2 separate regions of the Mus musculus genome follow, and region 1 is linked to region 2. Evidence: chromatin contacts called from public Hi-C data. All regions are on one chromosome and are shown on one strand. The core of a region is the stretch at or near the end of the contact, and the rest is flanking DNA. Distances in the headings are between cores, read along the strand shown. Region 1 holds the start of Shd (src homology 2 domain-containing transforming protein D). Region 2 overlaps Kdm4b (lysine (K)-specific demethylase 4B).

Evidence for each region. A called contact is a pair of places that touch in the nucleus more often than the background predicts.
Region 1: a Hi-C map of B cells shows a contact between it and region 2, with 5 times the contacts expected there. The contact joins the promoter of Shd here to the enhancer-like site in region 2. A contact is called at or near these places in 3 of 484 Hi-C or Micro-C datasets (B cells, cerebral cortex and rod photoreceptor) and 2 of 9 other capture datasets (adipose tissue and liver).

Annotation. Positions count from the first base shown.
Region 1 is chr17:55,967,523-55,971,826 of GRCm38.p6, reverse strand. It overlaps Shd (src homology 2 domain-containing transforming protein D), which reads right to left and starts at 1,345. Exons shown (of 7, transcript NM_009168.2): 1 at 1,128-1,345; 2 at 110-456. The coding sequence starts at 388. Yju2 (YJU2 splicing factor) reads right to left here. Exons shown (of 8, transcript NM_028381.3): 8 at 3,876-4,299. The coding sequence ends at 4,193.
Region 2 is chr17:56,347,596-56,352,543 of GRCm38.p6, reverse strand. Kdm4b (lysine (K)-specific demethylase 4B) reads right to left here. Exons shown (of 23, transcript NM_172132.3): 2 at 747-911. The coding sequence starts at 887. Among named protein-coding and RNA genes, the nearest start is that of Kdm4b, 24 kb to the right of the region's middle. Within about 2 kb of position 1,618, at least 18 of the 459 cell types and tissues checked have an H3K27ac peak or open chromatin away from gene starts, as enhancers often do. A contact at or near this core is called in B cells, where this site is marked.

The sequences.
Region 1 (4,304 bases), core at 96-2,595, 380 kb after region 2:
AGGGGGATAATGGCTAGCCCAGAAGATCTTGGACTCCCCAGGGGGCGGGGGATGAGGTGGGGAACCCAGGGTGATAGGGACAGAACACCCGTCCAGGTCCTCCACGCACCTCTTCCCCCGGGCTCCCCAGCAGAGCCTTGGCTCTGGCCATGTCTGCAGCCTCCACCTTGATCAGCCGGTGCCTAGGAGAGTTGTACTTGGGGTCACCGGACCCGGTGACCTCTGGCTCAGCGCGGCCATTGGAATCCTCATAGGGGTCCTCGAAGTCCAGGTCCTTCTGTTCGCGGTAGGCCCGCAGGATGTCGCTCTCGGTGTAGTCGGGGGTGGGCGGCTGCGGAGGCGGCCTCCGGCTGCCCAAGTTCAGATAGTCTCGGAGCCACTTGGCCATTGGTGCCCCCAAAATATGCTGGTGTCAAACAAGGACCTTCATGCCTAGCTCTGCAGCTCGTCCTGGGGCTGGGGGGAGGAAGGAGGGGAGAGAAGAGGAGGGGGAGACAAAAGGGGGGAGGAAGAAGGGAGAAGAGAGAAGAGGAAGAGGACAGGAAGATTGGAGGTCAGAAGTCCTTGGCTGGGCTCAGAGCAGAGGGGGCAGCAGGTGGCGACCCTGGTGCTGCAGGCCAAGGGTCTGCGGGAACTGCGAACTTTAGGGTCCGTGTTGCAGGTGTGATGTCAACAGGGCTGTTTCACATTACCCCTTCAGCTCCATGCATAAAGTTGTCAGAGGCTGAGCCACTCCAGAGGGTCGTACTCCCTGTGGGGCTGCTGTCCGATCCCGCGAGCCCCACCAGTCCGAATTACCCAGATTTCTTGACCCCTGATCCTTCACACCCCGCCCCCGTCACACCTCCAATCCTTTATCTCCATCCCTTAATCTCTGAATCCTTTAATTCCATCTCCAGTATTCCTTAATCTCCAGACCCCTCCATTTCCTTTAACCTCCCGGTCCCCTAACTCCTGCTCCACACCGCCCCCTCAATCCCTTAACCTCCCCTATCCCTTAACCGCCTGCAGCCGCCGCCACTGCACAACAAAAGGGACTTAAACCACTGAGTCCAGGCCCGGGTTCTCAGGGCCACCGGAGGGGCGAGAACACCCGCGTCCCATTGGGTCCCGCCTTGCGGACAGACCTGCAGACCTCAGACCTTCTGTGGCTCCGGGGTGGAGACAGCAGGACTCGGACCCTGGAGGATCCCGGAGGACGAGACCACCGGCGTGGGGACCGAGTTGCCCTTGGGACCAGGGCCGGGCAGGGATTGGGCGAGAGGCCCGAGCATCGCGCAGGGTCGCGGCTGGAGGTGGCGCAGGGCGGGAGGCGTCGTCCGTCACCGCTGCGTCCGTCCGTCGCTTTGTGCCGGGCGAGGGGGAGGGGTGGGAGGCGTCGGCAGCTGCGGGTCCGCGAGCGGAGGGAGGGAGGTGGGCTCAGACCTCAAGGGCTGCAGATGGAGCTAGGAGGTCGAACCCCAAGGAGAGACAGGCGGGCAGTAGTCAGCCAGAGTGACCCAAAAGCCATGGCCAACTGTCTGTCCGCCTTAGTCTCCCCAACTGGTAATCGGTGCAGGAGGCATTGACAGCAAGAGTTACTGCTAAGGGTCTCATGTAGCCCAGGCTGGCCTCCAACTCACTTGCAGCAAAGGATGACCTCGAACTCCTGATCCTCCTGCCTCAGTCTCCCAGCATTTAGGGATGACACTCCAGGCTTTGTGCATACTAGCAAGCGCCCTACCGACTGAGACGTTGAGGTTGGCGAAACTGAGGCATAGAAAGGCTTTGTGTGTGGAGCGAAACTCAAGCCACCCATCTGACCATTTGTGCCTGGACATCTCTAGGATGGCACTGGTGGCTCACAGAGAGAGCGGTCATCCTCTTGTCCACTGTGAGCTCTGTTTTCCAGGCAGAGAAACTGAGGCCTAGAGCCAGCACGGCATCTGGAGTAGGCTAAGTCCCCCTAACCACCCACTCCTATCTCTGTCAGGCAGCGTCCCCAGGGGTCACCAGATCCTGTGTGTGCTGGTGTAGTCAAGAGCTTTCTCGCATGGAGCCTGTACGTGGCAGGAATAGCAATCAGGGGGCCTGAGGCAGAATCAAACGGCACTTGACTTTCTGTCGCCTCAGAGCCTCCATTGGGGCGCGGGCGCCTGTGTGTGTGTGTGTGTGTGTGTGTGTGTGTGTGTGTGTGTGTATGTTAGCGCGCCTGCGCGTGTAAGAACAGAAAAAGCCAGAGCAGTAAACTCTTCTGATAGCGGGGAGGAGGATCATGGCAACTACCTTGGGAAAACCTTCTGGATGACTTGGAAGATGGGACGGGGGTCAGTCTGTATCACACTGACTCCGGATTATAATTCACATGCTCTATCCCTGTCGCATTTAGAAGTACAACCCAAAGGCTGGGGGCAGCTGAGAGGGTAGTGTTGGCCCCCAGCATCTTAAACCCAAATGAAAGCACAGGGAAAACATGCATGAGTGGGTTGTATAGCCTATGAAGGCCATGTAATCTGCTATACTGCAGTTCCAGAACAATCCACTTCCCTGTGCCTCTGCCAGTCCCCATGAACTAGTCCTGTCTCTGCCTCGGCCTGCTTTGGATAGTCCCCCACGGAGTCTCAGACTCCATGTACCCTGTTGGTGGCATGGGACAGAACCCTGTTCTTGTTCAGGAACAGTGTGACTGTTCCATCCTGAGGCACACACGGGGCGACTGGGGCCTCAGGGAACAGCAGGATAAGAATCGATGCCCCTCAAATCCGGGAGGGTAAGTGTACCAAAGCAGGGGGACAGAAGGGGAGGTCTTTAAGGCTGGCAGCCATACCTTTAGGCTACATAGTGAGGCCCACTCAAAAACCCAAAATCCAGGCATGTATATGTAGGGGACCAAAACACTCTGGCTGATAGGGAGGCGGGTCTTGCCTAATTGTGGTCTGGTGGCAGATGCAGGGCTTGCCTTGGGAAGCCTGCAGTCTGGAGGGTGCTGTAGGAAGGCTCCTGGCTTGAGGGAGGCATCAGGACCTTGCCTTTCCTGGTTCCCAGCCTGATGGAAGGAAGTACACATTTGGTTTTCTGAGCTCATAGTCTGAAGGAAGAGGCAAGTCACTGACTTTCAGGATCCCCAGTCTGGGGGTGAGGTCCAGCTGCTTCAGTCTGCTGGAGGAACAGTGGCATCTGGGACAAAAAGACCTCACGGATGCCATTGTAGCATGCCACCCCGCCCCTTGCCATGTAGCTTTGTCACTCTGCAGGGACCAGGCTTGTGACCAGCAAGCAGGAAGAGGGCTATGGGGGAGCTGGTACAGCCAGCATCTGAATGCCCTGGGCAGGTGGTGGTTCCCTTTGCCAGGGGTCCCCAGGGAGCTGACAGAAGTGACAGATTAGACCTGACAACTTCTGAGGACATGATGACAGCTACAGAGCTGAGTGAGTGGAGGTCAGCAGGACGGGGACCAGCCAGACGCCAGGATGTCCCTGATCTTGGCTTGGGAAGCCCCACCCCCAACACGGGCTGTGAGAAGGAAGAGTCCCCAGGGGAAAGCAGACTCCAACACGAACATTTCCGGTTTAAGATCAGTTTGGTGGTTCAGTCTCTGATCCCAGCACTGGTGAGGCGAGAGTGTGGCTACATACGCCTGCTTCTCTACCTCCACACTGTGCCTGGCTCACTTCTTTCTACAGAACAGATTCAGCCTCAACATTGCTTCCTTACAGTATCAGAACACAGACTGATGTAATCCCAAATTCTGCATGAAGGCCATGCTGAGAGGCCAGGCGCAGGGGTGTATGGCAGAAATCCGAGGTGTTAACCCTGGGGTAGCCCCTGCAGCCAGGCAGGTTCTCAACTGACTTTCTATTCTTTCTTCTTGTTTTGTTTAAACAGCACGACTGTGTTGCATTCGGATGGAGCCCCAGGCCTTGTGTATTGTTGGGAGATGGTGCTAGGGAGATAGGGTCCCTGCCCCCCCCCCCCAAGTCAGACTGTGTTCTGATCTGTGGCAGGAAGGGACCGGCCAACAGGCTCCACACAACTCAAGGACTGAAGGAGAGGGCCAGGCTGTCTGTCCTGGGGTGCCTGGGGACACTGCTTCTCCGTACACTGCCAGGCCATGGCAGAGATGGTCCCGAGGCCTTTGCTGAAGGTGCTTGCTTGATCCCATCTCCTCCTCATTTCTTGGGTCTATGAGACCACGGTGGGCATCACTGACACTCAGCTGTCGCTGTCCTCGCTGTCCCCATATGCACCCAGCTGGCTCAGGGAGGACGTGCCAGGTGTCTGGGGTGTAGGGTTGTCCGCCTTCCTGCTCTTGGGGGCACCTGTG
Region 2 (4,948 bases), core at 369-2,868:
TACGTACACACACCAGTCAAGGCTGATGAGCCTATGCCCTTGGCTCATACACGGCTCGGCTCATACGGCAGAGCACGGGCCACAGATGCTTGTGGTGTCTGTCCATCTGCCCTCAGAAGGTAGGAAGAGGTGTGTGCTCATGCTGTGCTGTGTGTGCCTAGGGCTCAGATGAAGTCAGCCTCCCCAGCATTCTCTCCCATGGATTAACATAGGTCCACAAGGTTACAGGGAACCTGAGCCACAACTTAGTATGACAGCTCCATTCAGACAGGCAGGCAAAACAGTAGAATGCAAAGTTTAGGCAGAGTCGCAGGGCCCCAAGAACAAGGTACTTAACCTCTGCCACTCCATCAATAATTAAAAGTGTCTCCTGGCACCACCACCCCTAGGCATCAGGTCCCCTTCCAACCCTAGCCCTCCAAAAGCTTTGTCCCTCATAGCAGCAGGTTCTGTGTCCCACCCAAGCTAGGCCACTCCCTAGAGTCAGGAACACAACATGTGCCCTGATTTGGTCTAGGAACCCTGGGCTTGTTCAGAGGGCTCCACTTGTGCACAGGAGCCAACTGTTTGAAACCTGGACTCCATCAGCTATTCTTAGAGCCCTGGATCAGGAGGGCAAATCCAACCTGTCTGAGCCAGCCCAAGCCACAGCCACAAAACCAGTGTCTGCCTCCATGTTTAAGAAGGTCGGGGAGGCAGTGCCACAGTGTCTGGGCACAAAGGAGCTTGGGAGTGGCATGACGCACCTTGGCCAGGCCAGCACGGTGGGCACCCTGCGACTCAATGTACGCCACATATCTGTTGAAGTCCCTGAATTCATCCATGGTGGGGCGGAAAGTCATGATCTTACAGCTGGGGTTCTGGGCGCTGTGGTCCTCGGACCCCATGGTTGCAGCAAAGTGGAGCTACACCTGTGAGGAGATAAGAGCAGTCAGCATAGCCCTGCCATCACCACCTCCAAGCCTCCCTTGGAGGCAACGAAATACCCACAGCTCCTGAGGGCAACAGCAGGCAGCCGTGCCAGGCCAGCAAACCACAAAGCCCCATACTCCCACCAGTCAAAAGCCAAGGTGACACCGGTTGAGTAAACACATAGGAACCCTCCTTCTAAAGCTGACGGGGTCCCAGAAGCTGTGTATTTTCCAATCAGAGGCCCCCTGGAGCCCAGCACTGTTCTCAGCAGGGACCTTCCCATGCAGACCTTGTAGCCTTAGGTCACCACGTCACCCAGGAGCCCTGTGCACATGTGAGAGCACACTGGGCTTGTTCAGAGGGCTCCACTTGTGCACAGGAGCCAACTGTTTGAAACCTGGACTCCATCAGCTATTCTTAGAGCCCTGGATCAGGAGGGCAAATCCAACCTGTCTGAGCCAGCCCAAGCCACAGCTAACATCAACTTACCTGTGCTGGCCTCCTACCTGCCCCTTGTAAAGGGATCTTCTCAGCCAGGTGCCTTCTCCTCACTGGGCAATCATATGGCCTGCAGCCCAGGGTCCAGAAAGGGTTGTGGAGTCCCATCCTCCTAGAGAACTGCCCCCCCACACACACACACACATACACACAGGCCCCAAAGTGGGAGTAGAGAATAGCTCCTATGCATTTCCCAAAGTGTCCACCAAGTGGCAGCACATGCCCATAAATGGAGTAGAGGGCTTGATTACAGCCGTGAGCTAGGCCACCAGTTGGTGTCTGAGCACCCAAAGGCCACAGTCCTTCAGGGCTCTGGAGAGGAATAAGGCTGCGTGCATCACCTGGGTGTCCTGAGGGTCTACTAGACATAGCCCTCAGAGCTCACAGGAGCACAGGGTTTACAGAGGGGGACTGCCAGACATTGTCCTCCAGTACACAAGGGGAAGGCCCTAACCACATAACTAGAAGCTATCCTGCTAGACAACTGACCCCACCAGCAGGTCTCAGGACTGCCACTGCTCCCCAGCAGCCCCACACTAATTGCTGAGCTCACCTGCCACCTCCTAGATGTAGAGGGTGAGAGCTAGGGAAGGATGATGTAGAAGGCACAGCACCTCCTCAGGGGCCCCAGCAGCCTCAGTGTTAGAATGGGCAGGTGGGAGGCACATGGAAGGGCCCAGGACCACTAACTCCTCTCAGCCCTGACCATGGCCCTCCTCCGCTGCCTCACAGGCCACACGAAATGGTGGAGCAGAGTTTCTTCTATGAGCTGAGTCCTGTGCCACAGAGCTGTTCCAGAGCCGGACCACTGGGAACCAATGGCCTGTCTCTCTACCTCGTGGGATAAGGGTGCCTGCACCCACCATTTCCCTTTCACACAGGTTCTCTCCTTCATGATGACTTTGGTCTCCCACCTGCCTGCCTGTCTCTTACTCAAGTCCAATATGGTCGGGGAAAAGGCCCAGGCTGCCACCAGGGTGCTGTGTGGGCACCTGTGACGGGGGATGAGACCTGAGAGCTGTGTCCCATCAAGGGGCCACTTCAGCCCCCACACTGGGTGCTAGTGATAGTGGGGCACAGACAGAGCACCACACTGGTACACAAAATGCAGCTAACCTCCTGCTGGCCACATGAAGGCTCACCAGAAAGAGGGCTAGGACATAGCAGGCAGCACTGCCCAAACATGCAGAGGTCGGAAGGCAACCTGCAGTTGTCAGCTCTCTCCTTCCACAAGTGTGACCCAGGGTTAAACCTCGGAGTTGTCATGCTTGGCAGCAGGTGACTTTACCTGACGAGGACTTGGGATCCTGAAGGTCCCAGCTGCAGATTATCAGCAGAGAATGAGGCCCACACTGACCCCTCTGGCTATCCTGAGAGGCATAGCAGAGGTGTGGACCAGGACTAGTAGAGACAAATATCACTCCCTCCAGAAGAAAAGGACCCTTGGGATAGGAGAAGGGATCAGCCAGAGCTCTCTGGGGCATGCATCACAAGAGATGCAGGGAGATAAGGCTCAAGTCCTAAGAGAAGCTGGACAGGCTGGCAGGTGCAGTGGCCCAGGTCCCCAGGAGAGCCAGGCAGGCCAGGTGCTTTCCACCACAGATGCACCATGAACTTGGGCACCATCTGAGAATCTCCATCTATCTATAGCAACGAGTTACAGCTGCCACTGACATGGGGTACACAAAAGCCCGCAGGACACAGGCGTGCCCATTATCTGCTATGGGCCCAGCACAATGGATTCTAGGTGCCACTCACCTTGAGGCCCTGGGCTAGGCAGGGCTAGTAGCCTCCTACCCAGCCTCAGATTGTATGTGCTGGGCACTGGGGGAAGAGGACAGCCAGCCACCACCTGCTAGCCAGCAAACAGGAAACTCACTGTCTCCACTTAGTGGCAACAACTCCTTATTGCCCACAGGGAAAGTGCCCTGCCCTCCTCCTGCCTGTTAAAACAGGGACTGAGAGTAAGGTGTCCAATAAGACCTACCCAACCCTGCTCCTACTGTTCAGAAACATGTGTCAAGACCAGAGCTTTCAGGCCAGGCTGAGTGGCTGGTGGCCTGCCCTAGGCTATAGCACAGGGTCTGCACACAAAGAGCCTCTGCAATGGCTGCTTCTTCAGTGGGACACTGTGTGGCCAGGCTATGTCATGTCACCTGTACCCCATTGCCTACACACACTTGTCCCACACACACACAAGCCCTAGGACAAAGCCTCCCAGAGGGAAGACTAGGGGCACATAGGCTGGGCTCCAAGGGCCTGAGAAGGCAGGGGGATAGCATTTGGGCTGAGCCCTTTGACACACAGAAGCAATCAGGCACCATGAGGCCAGGACAGCACAGGTGCCACACCCTAGGCAGTACCCTCAGGAAACAGAACAGGAGCCTGACAGGCCCCTCAGTAGTGACACTACAGGTGTCAGTCCTGCTGGTGTCCCAGGGTGTCTTCCCAACCTCCCCTGCTCCTGAAGGTCCCTCCCCCTGGAGGTCTGATACCTCAAACTTCCTGGTGACTCCCAGCTAACCATGGGCTTGGGCTACCATCTTGAGAGACCCCATGACTCAAGCTCAGTCTCCAGCATGGAGGTAGCTACATCTCCCTGTGCCGGTTCCGGGGTGTGGCTGGGCCCATGTTGGGGTTCCTGGACAGGTCTTGCCTGCACAATTTGCCCCTAGAATGCTGACTGCCCCACTCCTCTTACTCTCCTAGCTGTGTGCAAGTTGAGCATGATCCCTGAGCACAAGAAGCCTGCATGCTGTGACAGAAGCACCTCCCAGTCCTCTGCATGCAGCCTTCCTGGCAGCCCTGCCCTCTTTTTCTTTATCTGGGTGAACAGCAGGGGTGGGATGGAGCAAGAAGGGCTGGTAGAAAGAATAAGCTCTGAGGGCCTTGTGTGGTCAGCTGGACTGCAGGAAGGTGGGCTGGAACAGAGGCCAAGGCCGGCTATGAGCCTGGGGCTACGGCTGGTAAGTTTGGAACTTTGTTATTTAACTCGGGAGATGGCAGGGTCACGGGGGCAAGTGGGCAGTGGGCTTGGCACAGCACCAGGAGTAGAAAGGCCAGCCAGACCAAGTGTTCCCAGGAGTTGGCTGTCAGTGCTCCCAGGAGCCGGCTGTCGGGGAACTGCAAGGACCTGCCATGCTTACAGAAGGTACATGGGACATCCATCTAGTTTTGTGTGTGCTTTTTTTCTCTTTTTCTAGATTTATTTATGTATATGAGCATGCTGTCACTGAAACAGATGAAAGCATCAGACCCTATAACTGATGGTTGTAAACCACCATGTAGTTGCTGGGAGCTGAACTCACAACCTCTGGAAGAGCAATCAGTGTTCTTAACCCCTGAGCCATCTCTCTAGCCCCCCACCCCCATCCTATATGTTTAAGGGAGAACTAAAAGATGCCATCTTAAGTCACACCAACACAGGAACAAGGGCCATGACCTGTGACATCACACAGGACCACTCCTCAGAGACAGCTCAGCTGCATCCATCTTTGTGCAGGCACAGAGTGGGTGTCTGGAAGGCACTTGGGAGGCT